Regions from separate parts of the Danio rerio genome. Here region 2 is linked to region 1. Evidence: chromatin contacts called from public Micro-C data. All regions are on one chromosome and are shown on one strand. The core of a region is the stretch at or near the end of the contact, and the rest is flanking DNA. Distances in the headings are between cores, read along the strand shown.

Region 1 (4,914 bases), core at 1,714-4,213:
GCTATAATCACTGGTAATCTAAGCAATGACTCACTGTTGAAATATACAAGACATTGTGATTTCACTTTATAAATAAACTCAGTGCAAACATATGTGTGCACACTTTTAAACACATTTTATTCCCGTTTCATTTCAAGCGTTATTTTTTATTTATTCTTATCGAATTAAATAATTCTGTAATTATAATAATCAAATCTTTCATATTACTAATATATATATATATATATATATATATATATATATATATATATATATATATATATATATATATATATATATATATATATTTATTTATTTATATTTATAGCACGTCTAAAAGTTTAATTCTCACTTACTCACAGGGCTGTTTATATTGAAGTTGATATTTACCCTCATGTTGATGTTTCGTTGCTCAACCCCCTACCTGGACCAGGACATACACTACTGACAATTTAGCTTACCGAATTCACCTATAGCACATGTCTTTGGACTTGTAGGGGAAACCAGAGCACCTGGAATAAACCCACGCAAACACAAGGAGAACATTCTGAACATTCAAACTGACCCAGCCGGGGCTTGAACCAGTGACCTTGCTGTGAGGTGACAGCACTACCATAAGGTGGCTGCACACCTAAATATATAAATATTTGTATGTGTGTTTACTTACAGTAATAGAGTTGATAGCAGAATAAATAAATAACATAAATAAAATAAATTAAATATTAGGTTTCTTAAATTGTATTAAATGATAAGATACAAAAATAATAAAGGAATTAAAAATAATAGTACAATAAATTAAATTAAATACAATACAAAATAAAATGAATTTTTACTTGTGTTTACTTACAAAATTGCAGCTGATAGTAGCATAAATAACTAAATAAAACCTAAGTTTCTTATATTTTATTATAAAATATAAAACGTTTATTTAAGAAATACAAAAAATAAAATGAGATAAAATAAATAAATAAATAAAATTACAACAAATTAAAATAAATTGAATACAACATAAAATTATTTGTATGTGTTTACTTACAGAATTACAGATGATAGCAGCATAAATAAATAACATAAAATAAAACATTAGTTTCTTATATTTTATTTAAAAATATAAAAAGTTTATTTCTGAAATAAATAAAAATAAAATAAAATAAAAAAATGAAATAAAAAATACAATAAATTTGAATTCAATAAAAACAACACAACAAAATTATATTGTAAATTAAAATATAAAATAAAATAAACATTAAAATAAACAATAAAATAAACAATAAATTAAAAAATATATATAAATAATAAAAAATAACACAATAAAGTGAAATAAATTAAATACAACATAACATAAAGCAGATTATTATGTGTGATTATATAATTGCAGCTGATACCAGCATAAAATAAAATATAAGTATTGTATATTTTATTAAAAAATATAAAAACTTTATTTATGAAATACAAAAATTAAATTAAATTAAATAAATAAAAATTCAATAAAAAATAAAAAGATTAAAATAAATTACATTAAATACAACACAACATAAAATAAACTGAATTGCAGCTGAAAGAAGCGTAAATAAATAATATAAAATAAAATAAGTTTCTTACATTTTATTAAAAAACATAAAACATATAAAAAGTATATTTATAAAAAAATTAAAAAATGATGCAATAATACAATAAAGTGAATTGAATTAAATAAAAATAAACAAAATAAATTATTGTGTGTTTACTGACAAAATTGCAGCTGACAGCAGCATCAGGTAGACACATAAATGGTAATGTAAACAAATAAATGATTTGCAAAATTATAGTTCATGGTATATTTTGAAACACCCTAATGTTTCAAATAAGGAGCATGTGCTGTTTGCAAATAAGCCTCAAACTATGACATCTTTTTACAAATACTTTAATTGCAACACAGGAATTTGCTTAGTAATGTGTTACATTTCAAATGATACATATTATAAACAAATTCTGCGAAGATAAAAAAAAAAAATCTGTTATTTTTAACGAGTTATTAAAACTATTATGTGTACAAATGTGATTTCATTAAACAGAAATTGGGGCGAAAAATAAACAAGGGGGCTAATAATTCTGACTTTAACTGTATTAAATGCATGACATTTTACAATAATATTTTGACATTTTACAACAGTATTTTAAATTAACAATACATTATTATGTTTATATATTTGTAGTATGTGTAATAAATATGAATATAGACTGATAATAAACCACACAATATCTATTTTTATAGTGCTAATTTACTTATGTAAATGTATGTATTTATTTATTTGATTTAAAACAGATTTATTTATTTTGATTACTTAAAAGCAATGCAAAAGTGCAAATTCAAACAAGAACTGTAGGTAAATCTTTTATTTGACTGGGGCTGTGACACATCAAGTGAAAATGGACATCAATCCATAGACAAACAAATCATAATTAACATTACAATCTATCAAAAAGTCACTATCCTACTTTAATGTTCCAAGATCACTTTAAAAATAAGATTATGACCCATGCCTAACGTTACCTTTCCATTTTGTGGTAATCTGCTGCCATCTAGTGAAATAATTGTGAATATTCCTGATTGTTGGACCGAAAATGGAATGTACCATTTGAGCTGAAAAATGCATAACACACTGCTTTAATTGTAGATTAATTACATATGATATTAGCAACTAATATTGTGAATAAATAATATTTTTTACACTTTATTTATTGTAACATGATAGAGGTAAACAAAAACATCCTGCAGTGTCACTCATTATTCATTAAAACTTATTAATCCTTGACTTTCTAATGATTATTTAACAGGCCTGTACTTTTTACAAAGCATAAGAATTGCAAGTACAAAGTCTGCCAGTGAATAACAAACAAGCATGTAATGTAATAAGCAAGATGACATTGTTTCTCACATATTAATGTGGCCCTTGACTTGCCCGAGGGCCTCAGCAATGATCAAAACATTCCTGTAAATGATTTCTAAGCAATCAAACAAACAAAGCTTGTAAAGTGCTACGCATACAGTTACTTGCTTTGTGAGGAAGGTGCCTGAGGCTGGTTTCAATGATGTTCTGCTTTTTATTTGCAAATGCAAATCTGCTGTTTCCAAAGCATTAGGAAGAGCAAATATGGTTATATATTTGCTTGTGTGCAGTTTTGTTCTGTGTTATCATCTGAAGCAGTGCAGCTTCACTGCCTGTGAGAATATCACACAAGAAACACTACAAAGAGAAAACAACACTGACATCCAAAACTTTTTTATAGATTATTTTTCTGCTGCAAATAAAAGTTATAATGCCTGGAAAAATTATTAAAACTATAGTGCATTAGGTGAAGGCTGGTTTACTGTATATGTGCATGCCTATTCAGTATATATACATCACTACATTACAGTATATACACATATAACTAAAAATAATCAAAGGTATTTGTACACACACACACACACACACACACACACACACACACACACACACACACACACACACACACACACACACACACTCATAAATAGATAGATCTATCAATCAGATTTACTGCAATCAATCAGTAAATCCATAAATTTAATTTAGTTTGATTTAATTAAATTTAATAATTAAGGGAAAGAAAATACAAATAATATTTTTGTCAATATTCCAACTGCAGAACGAAACAAAAACCAAAAACAACCAAATTAAATGATAAAAAAAATCTACATATTAATAGAAAATTCAGAACCAATTAATCAATTCCTTCTTTCTTTCTTTATTTATTTTTTTTTCATTTTCCTCTTCATTTTTTTGGTAGCATTATGCAAAGTTAAGATGCTTGTAACAAATAACAAGATAAAAGTAATCAATAAATTAATCAAATGAAATTGAATGAAACTAAATGAAATCAATCAATATTTAAGTGAAATAAATTACAAATAATATTTCTGACAATATTCGAGCTGCAGAACGAAACAAAAACTACCAACAACCAAATTAGATGATGAAAAACAGCTAGAAAACCTAGAGAACCAACAGTTTTTCTTTTTCTTTCTTTCTTTGTTTCTTTGAATGCATTTTTTGGTAGCGCTATATGCAAAGTTTAGACGGCTTGTAACATAATAAGCAATGCAATCAATTAATCAATCAAATCAATCGATCGATCAATCAATCAATCAAATCAATCAAATTAAATAATATCAAATCAACTCAAATCAATCAATTATTAAGTGAAAGAAAATACAAATAATATTTTTTGGCAATATTCCAGCTGCAGAACAAAACAAAAACCACCAACAACCAAATGATAAAAAAAAACATATAATTATTCATAGGAAATTCAGAGAACCAACTATTTTTGTTTGTTTGTTTGTTTGTTTGTTTGTTTGTTTGTTTGTTTCTTTCTTTCTTTCTTTATTTAATTACATTTTTGTAGCACAATCTGAAGTTTAAAGTTTAGTATTTTATAGTGAAAAAACAAATAATAAAATAAGATAACATGTATATTTGCATGAAGAAATGAAGGTTATTTTTTACTAACACTTTTATGCTGATTACATACATTGCCGCAAAGTTCTAGCCTCAGTATTGCTTGAATGGTGTAATAAAATAAAATAAAATAAAAATGTACACCATGAATGCACTTTATGTAATTTGTGGATAAAAGCACTGGAAGAAGAGCAAAATGTGAATAATCTAAAAAAGAAAAAGAAGAAAAAAATCTGATTTATCTAAACCAGGGGTGCCCAAATTTTTTTCTTATGAAGGGCCAAAAACCAAACTTGATTGAAGCTGGTGGACTGAAGGTAAATATAGTTGCCATAGGTAATTTCTTAATTTATTTAATAATATTTAAAAATAACTAGAAAACATTGCTTCATATTAACTGATACAGCATATTTTTTACATTTTATAATGAACTTATTACAGTTAATTTATAACAGCATGAGTTACACTAGTT
Region 2 (4,914 bases), core at 851-3,350, 290 kb before region 1:
ATGCAAATAAAAAAATCTTACACACACCTTAAGATCGGCATAGCAGAAAATCTCCAGGGCCCGGTTTTTCAAAAGGTTTAATCTGGATATAAATGATCCAGATTTAGTAATCCTGTTTTTGCGAGCCAGTTTTTCAAAGCAACATTGGATTGGATCAATCTGATCCGGATAGGAACTTTTCAGGATCACTAAATCTGGATTACCAGTGCTCAATCACAATGTAGATGGATAGATAGGCCTATGTAAAGAGCAACAAGTAGAATAGCCAGTGTGGGGTAAATATAACTTTATTTTTATTCGAAATGAAAACACACACACATTTAAAAAATAAATAAATAAATAAAAACAATAAAAACCCCACCCCATCCTCTTCCAGCTGTCTGCTCATCTGAGACCTACAACACAAATACTGTACATTGAGGATATTTATAATAAGTTTCAAATATAGATGTAAATAAAAAAGACTTAATGTCAAAAACTCCACAATAAGTTCAGACTTCCTCATCTGATTTAGGAACCTCATAGCCTTTAGGAATCTCAAGTCTGGCCTTGGTTTGCTGCAGTTTGGTCAGAGTCAGTTGTTCCTCTACCAGATGAAGCTGTGCTTCTGCTCTTTCAGTATCTTTTTGCAATTGTTGAAGGTGATTTCAAAAATCAGTGATTGCCATTCTTTGCATTTTTTTTGGTTATTCTGTAATCATTGCATGCATCACTAATAAATATTCTAAAAACAAAAATATTTTCCATTGTGATGAATATATATCCACACTAAATCCACCCTTCTGATGAGATCAGTTTAATCCATGTTTTTTGGATCAAAGTGATCCAAATCCTACAAAAAAGGTCTGAAAAACCCAAAGTAAAGGTTTGATTTGGATCAAAACCAAGATTAGATTATGTGATCTAATCCGATTAGTTAATCAGGTTTTTTCTTTTGAAAAACCCATTTTCAAGATTTGATCCAATCCCTTATCCAAAATCCTAGTGGATTACTTTTGAAAAACCGGGCCCAGGGTTTTAAAACCTTGACTTTTACAAACCGTGGTATACCTTGAACACGGTTATCATCTCATGCCTACTCTTATTAATTATTCACCTTCATATGATCTCAATCCACCAAGCTCTTTGTTCATCTTCGGAAAACTAATTATCCTCATCCTCTATAGACAGCAACATCCCAAATCTGCCAAAAAACAACAACGATTTGACAACACAGAATGCCTCAAACTTCTACATCAGATCAGGATGCGCATTTACTATGGGCAATTTGATGCTTGAGTCGCACTGCTGACTCTAATGACATTATACAAATACAGGAAGGAGGCCAAATACTGGAAGCAACTGAAAATGTGCTAATAATTTGCTAAAACAAAAATTCAGAAAATAAGTTTCACACTTTGGCAAAACAAAAGGTATTAGAGTAATTTAATTATGACTGAAAATATTATTATTATTATTTAACAAATAACAACAATTAATAACAATTTAATATTTTTTAATTCAATACGTTAAATACATTATGCTGACGTCAACATGGTAAACAATTGCATTACTTGAGTACTTAACGTCAGCAATAATTTCAGCAAAAAAATAAATAAAGTTTTCTAACAATCTAAAACAAATGTTGAATTTCTGGGTAACTATTTCTGTTGAAGGAATAAGCAAGCATCCTATTAAACACTAGATGACAGTGTTATTCCACCACAGCCTTCAAGGCTCCGGCTCGAGTAGTGTTGATCTACAACTGGTAGATGGCGCTGCATACTCATTCATGAAAAGTTCAAAAGCGGAGTTACAACCTCTTGCATTTTCTTGCATAATAAACCAAATCAGAGCACATTCAATATTTGAATATGACCCCGCCTGGCACAGTTTCATCATAGAAAAACATAAAAGAAAGAAGAATCTGAAAAATGTCAAAGTTACTTAGGCAATAATAAACCTGCAAGCGCTTTTTCCCGTTTCCCCGTATAACCACAGACTGCAGTGGAGAAAATGGCTTTGTGAGCGTGTTGATTTGGATGAGTCACATCTGCAGGGCTGCAGATGAAGAGCATGTAATTACAGGTGACGGCAATCATCTCCTACAGGACATGAGAGAAAAGCTCTTGGCTTCGTCACAATGTAAACCATCCATCCCACATACCTGAGGGATCAAACACAAGCCTCTCCTTCAGCCTACACGTCATCTCAAACAATCTTCAGACTCTCGCAGTGCATGGCAGGCTGCTGGGTTTAGACAAGCGGATTAGGGCTGTGAAAAATGGAGTATACATGATCTGGATTTAAATAAGCACCTTTGTTTATGTAAGATCATCAAGGTCACATCAGTAGATGACAGAATCAAATGAATCATATAAAGCCATTTTAAAATCGATCAAAGTCGTCTTATAGTTTTTTAAAACAACTGTTGAGTAATTACTGTGCAGTGCACATTTGACAACCATACAAAAGAAAAATTAAAGTCAATTATTAATTAATTAAATTATTATAAGTCAGTATAATATAGTATAATATAATATAATATAATATAATATAATATAATATAATATAAGTGACACGGTGGCTCAGTGGTTAGCACTGTCGGCTCACAGAAAGTTAACTGGTTCAAGTCCCAGCTGGGGGTCCCTAGCATTTCTGTGGTGTTCCCGGGTGCTCCAGTTTCTCCCACAGTCCAAAGACTTGCGGTACAGGTGAATTGAATAAACTAAGTTGGCTGTAGTGTATGAGTGTGTATAGATGTTTCCCAGTACTGGGTTGCAGCTGGAAGGGCATCCGCTATGTAAAACATGCTGGATAAGTTGGCGGTTCATTCTGCTGTGGCGACCCCTGATGAATAAAGGGACTAAGCTAATATATAATATGCTATACACAGGGAAAAATTTTTATCATATAATCACTGCATTAAAGTGCTATCAAATAAACCAAAAAAAAAACAAAACAAAAAATGTGCACTTACATATTGTTCTTTTTGAAAATTCGATTAATACACGAAAGTAAAATGACTTATCATTTGAGCTTACATTCATTTAAAAATTGTGATCTTCTGATGAAAAAGTTATTACAATTAGCACAAAAATATTAGCCTGTTTTCAGCACTGATAAATGGTTGAGCAGCAAGTCAGCATATCAGAATGATTTCTGAAGAATCCTGTAAGACCGAAGTGATGATGCTTTATATAGTTTCATATATAGTTTCAGCATCAATATCACAATGCGTGTGCCCACTGGGCATGGGACAATGACAGTTTTCAAGGTATACTACGGTTTGGAAAAGTCAAGGTTCGACTCTGCGGAAAACCATAAAGAATTGTTTATTTGAACTTTTGTCTTTGGTCCTATTGTAACTATTCTAACTATGTACAACGGCAAAAAACTGAGGTGCGCAGGGCACCGCAAAACACTCACGGCTGTTAGTAAACCATTTAAAAGATGCTCCTCTCAAAGCAAACAGCATGTCCGCTGTGATCGGCACCTAATGCAGCCAAACCTACAAAAAAATATATAATATTTTTTAATCGTTAAAAAACGCACCCTATCAGTAAACGGTTAATCGAATGTTATGAGCATCACCATTGCTTTCCTTACAATAATAAGCTTAAAAAAAAAACTAAAAAAAAACAAAACTATATATTTCAGTTATTAAAAAAATAACTTCACAGTATTACTTTTTATGAAATCAAGTTTTGAAATGTGATATTTATTCATTGGGATAAACCCCTTGAGATCTTATTTTCAAGGGGGTCCCACAATTAATCACAATCACATTATAATAACACCAAAAGACAAAACAAAACATAACTTACACAACATACAAAAAACATAACATAACATAAAAAACTAAATAAAATAAAAAAAAAGAAAGAAAAAAAAGGAGGGGGGGTGGGGGTGGCTTGGAGAAGTATACACACATACATACTAGAGGTGTGAACCTGTACTGGTCTCACGGTTCGGTTCGGTTACGATTATCATGCCATTTATTCGGTTCAATTTGATATCTCGGTGCATTGACGATGCTTTCAATATATAGTGTTATATTTTAGGGGGGAGGCTATAACAAGCTGTCTGTATAAACACACAGACACACAGCAACACACTGTCTCTCATTCAAACACATTCACAAACATAGACAGCATCAAACAAACAAACACACACACGCACACACACACACACAAACAAACACACTTAAGCCCTTGCAACAGGGAGAGCTCGCGCTGAACGGAGCAGAAAAACGAAAAAGAACGAAAAAAATAAGCACTTTTCCGACGGTCCCTTACAGAGAGCTCCTCTCAGCGCGAGCTCTGCCGGCTAAAGTAAACGCAGACTGCGAGGGCTTAAACGGAGCAGTGCTCGTAATGTCGAGCGAAAAAAAGAAAGACAGCTGTGAAACATAACCAGCTTTGGAAACACACTTTAGATCTTTTTAGGGTAAGCGTTTTTTTGAGTTATTGCCGTCTATAACGGAAAGTGTGTCAGGAAAATCGAAAACAAAACCAACTAAAGCGCGCTCATTTCTGGCGCCCCCCTGGATATACAGCGCCCTAAGCATTTGCCTATGGTGCCTATGCCACGGGCCGGCCCTGAGTTGGCTGAGTGTTGTAAATAACGGCGCTCACCTCCCTCGCGACAGAGCGCATAGGAGATAAATGACATGAGTACATAATAACTGGTTATGGTTATTACTGAATCGATACCGAATTGTTCGCGTCTGCATCGCAGTGCACCGAAGAAACAATTAATTTTGACACCCCTAATACATACATACATACATATATATATATATATATATATATATATATATATATATATATATATATATATATATATATATATATACGTAGTGCAAAAACTATACAGATCAGTGAATCCAATCATCAAATAAAAATTAACAACCTCAGAAAAAACAAGTATCAA

The links. Hi-C and Micro-C count contacts between places; a contact is called where the count stands out from the background.
Region 2: a contact with region 1 is called in a Micro-C map of caudal fin, with 9 times the contacts expected there. The contact joins two enhancer-like sites. A contact is called at or near these places in 1 of 18 Hi-C or Micro-C datasets (caudal fin) and 1 of 4 datasets of contacts at active chromatin or transcription factors (caudal fin).

What each region holds. Positions count from the first base shown.
Region 1 is chr20:44,812,995-44,817,908 of GRCz12tu, reverse strand. No RefSeq gene overlaps it. Among named protein-coding and RNA genes, the nearest start is that of fam184ab, 28 kb to the left of the region's middle. Within about 2 kb of position 2,963, at least 1 of the 62 cell types and tissues checked has an H3K27ac peak or open chromatin away from gene starts, as enhancers often do. A contact at or near this core is called in caudal fin, where this site is marked.
Region 2 is chr20:45,106,352-45,111,265 of GRCz12tu, reverse strand. The region is part of intron 2 of mcm9 (minichromosome maintenance 9 homologous recombination repair factor); the gene reads right to left. Among named protein-coding and RNA genes, the nearest start is that of mcm9, 13 kb to the right of the region's middle. Within about 2 kb of position 2,100, at least 2 of the 62 cell types and tissues checked have an H3K27ac peak or open chromatin away from gene starts, as enhancers often do. A contact at or near this core is called in caudal fin, where this site is marked.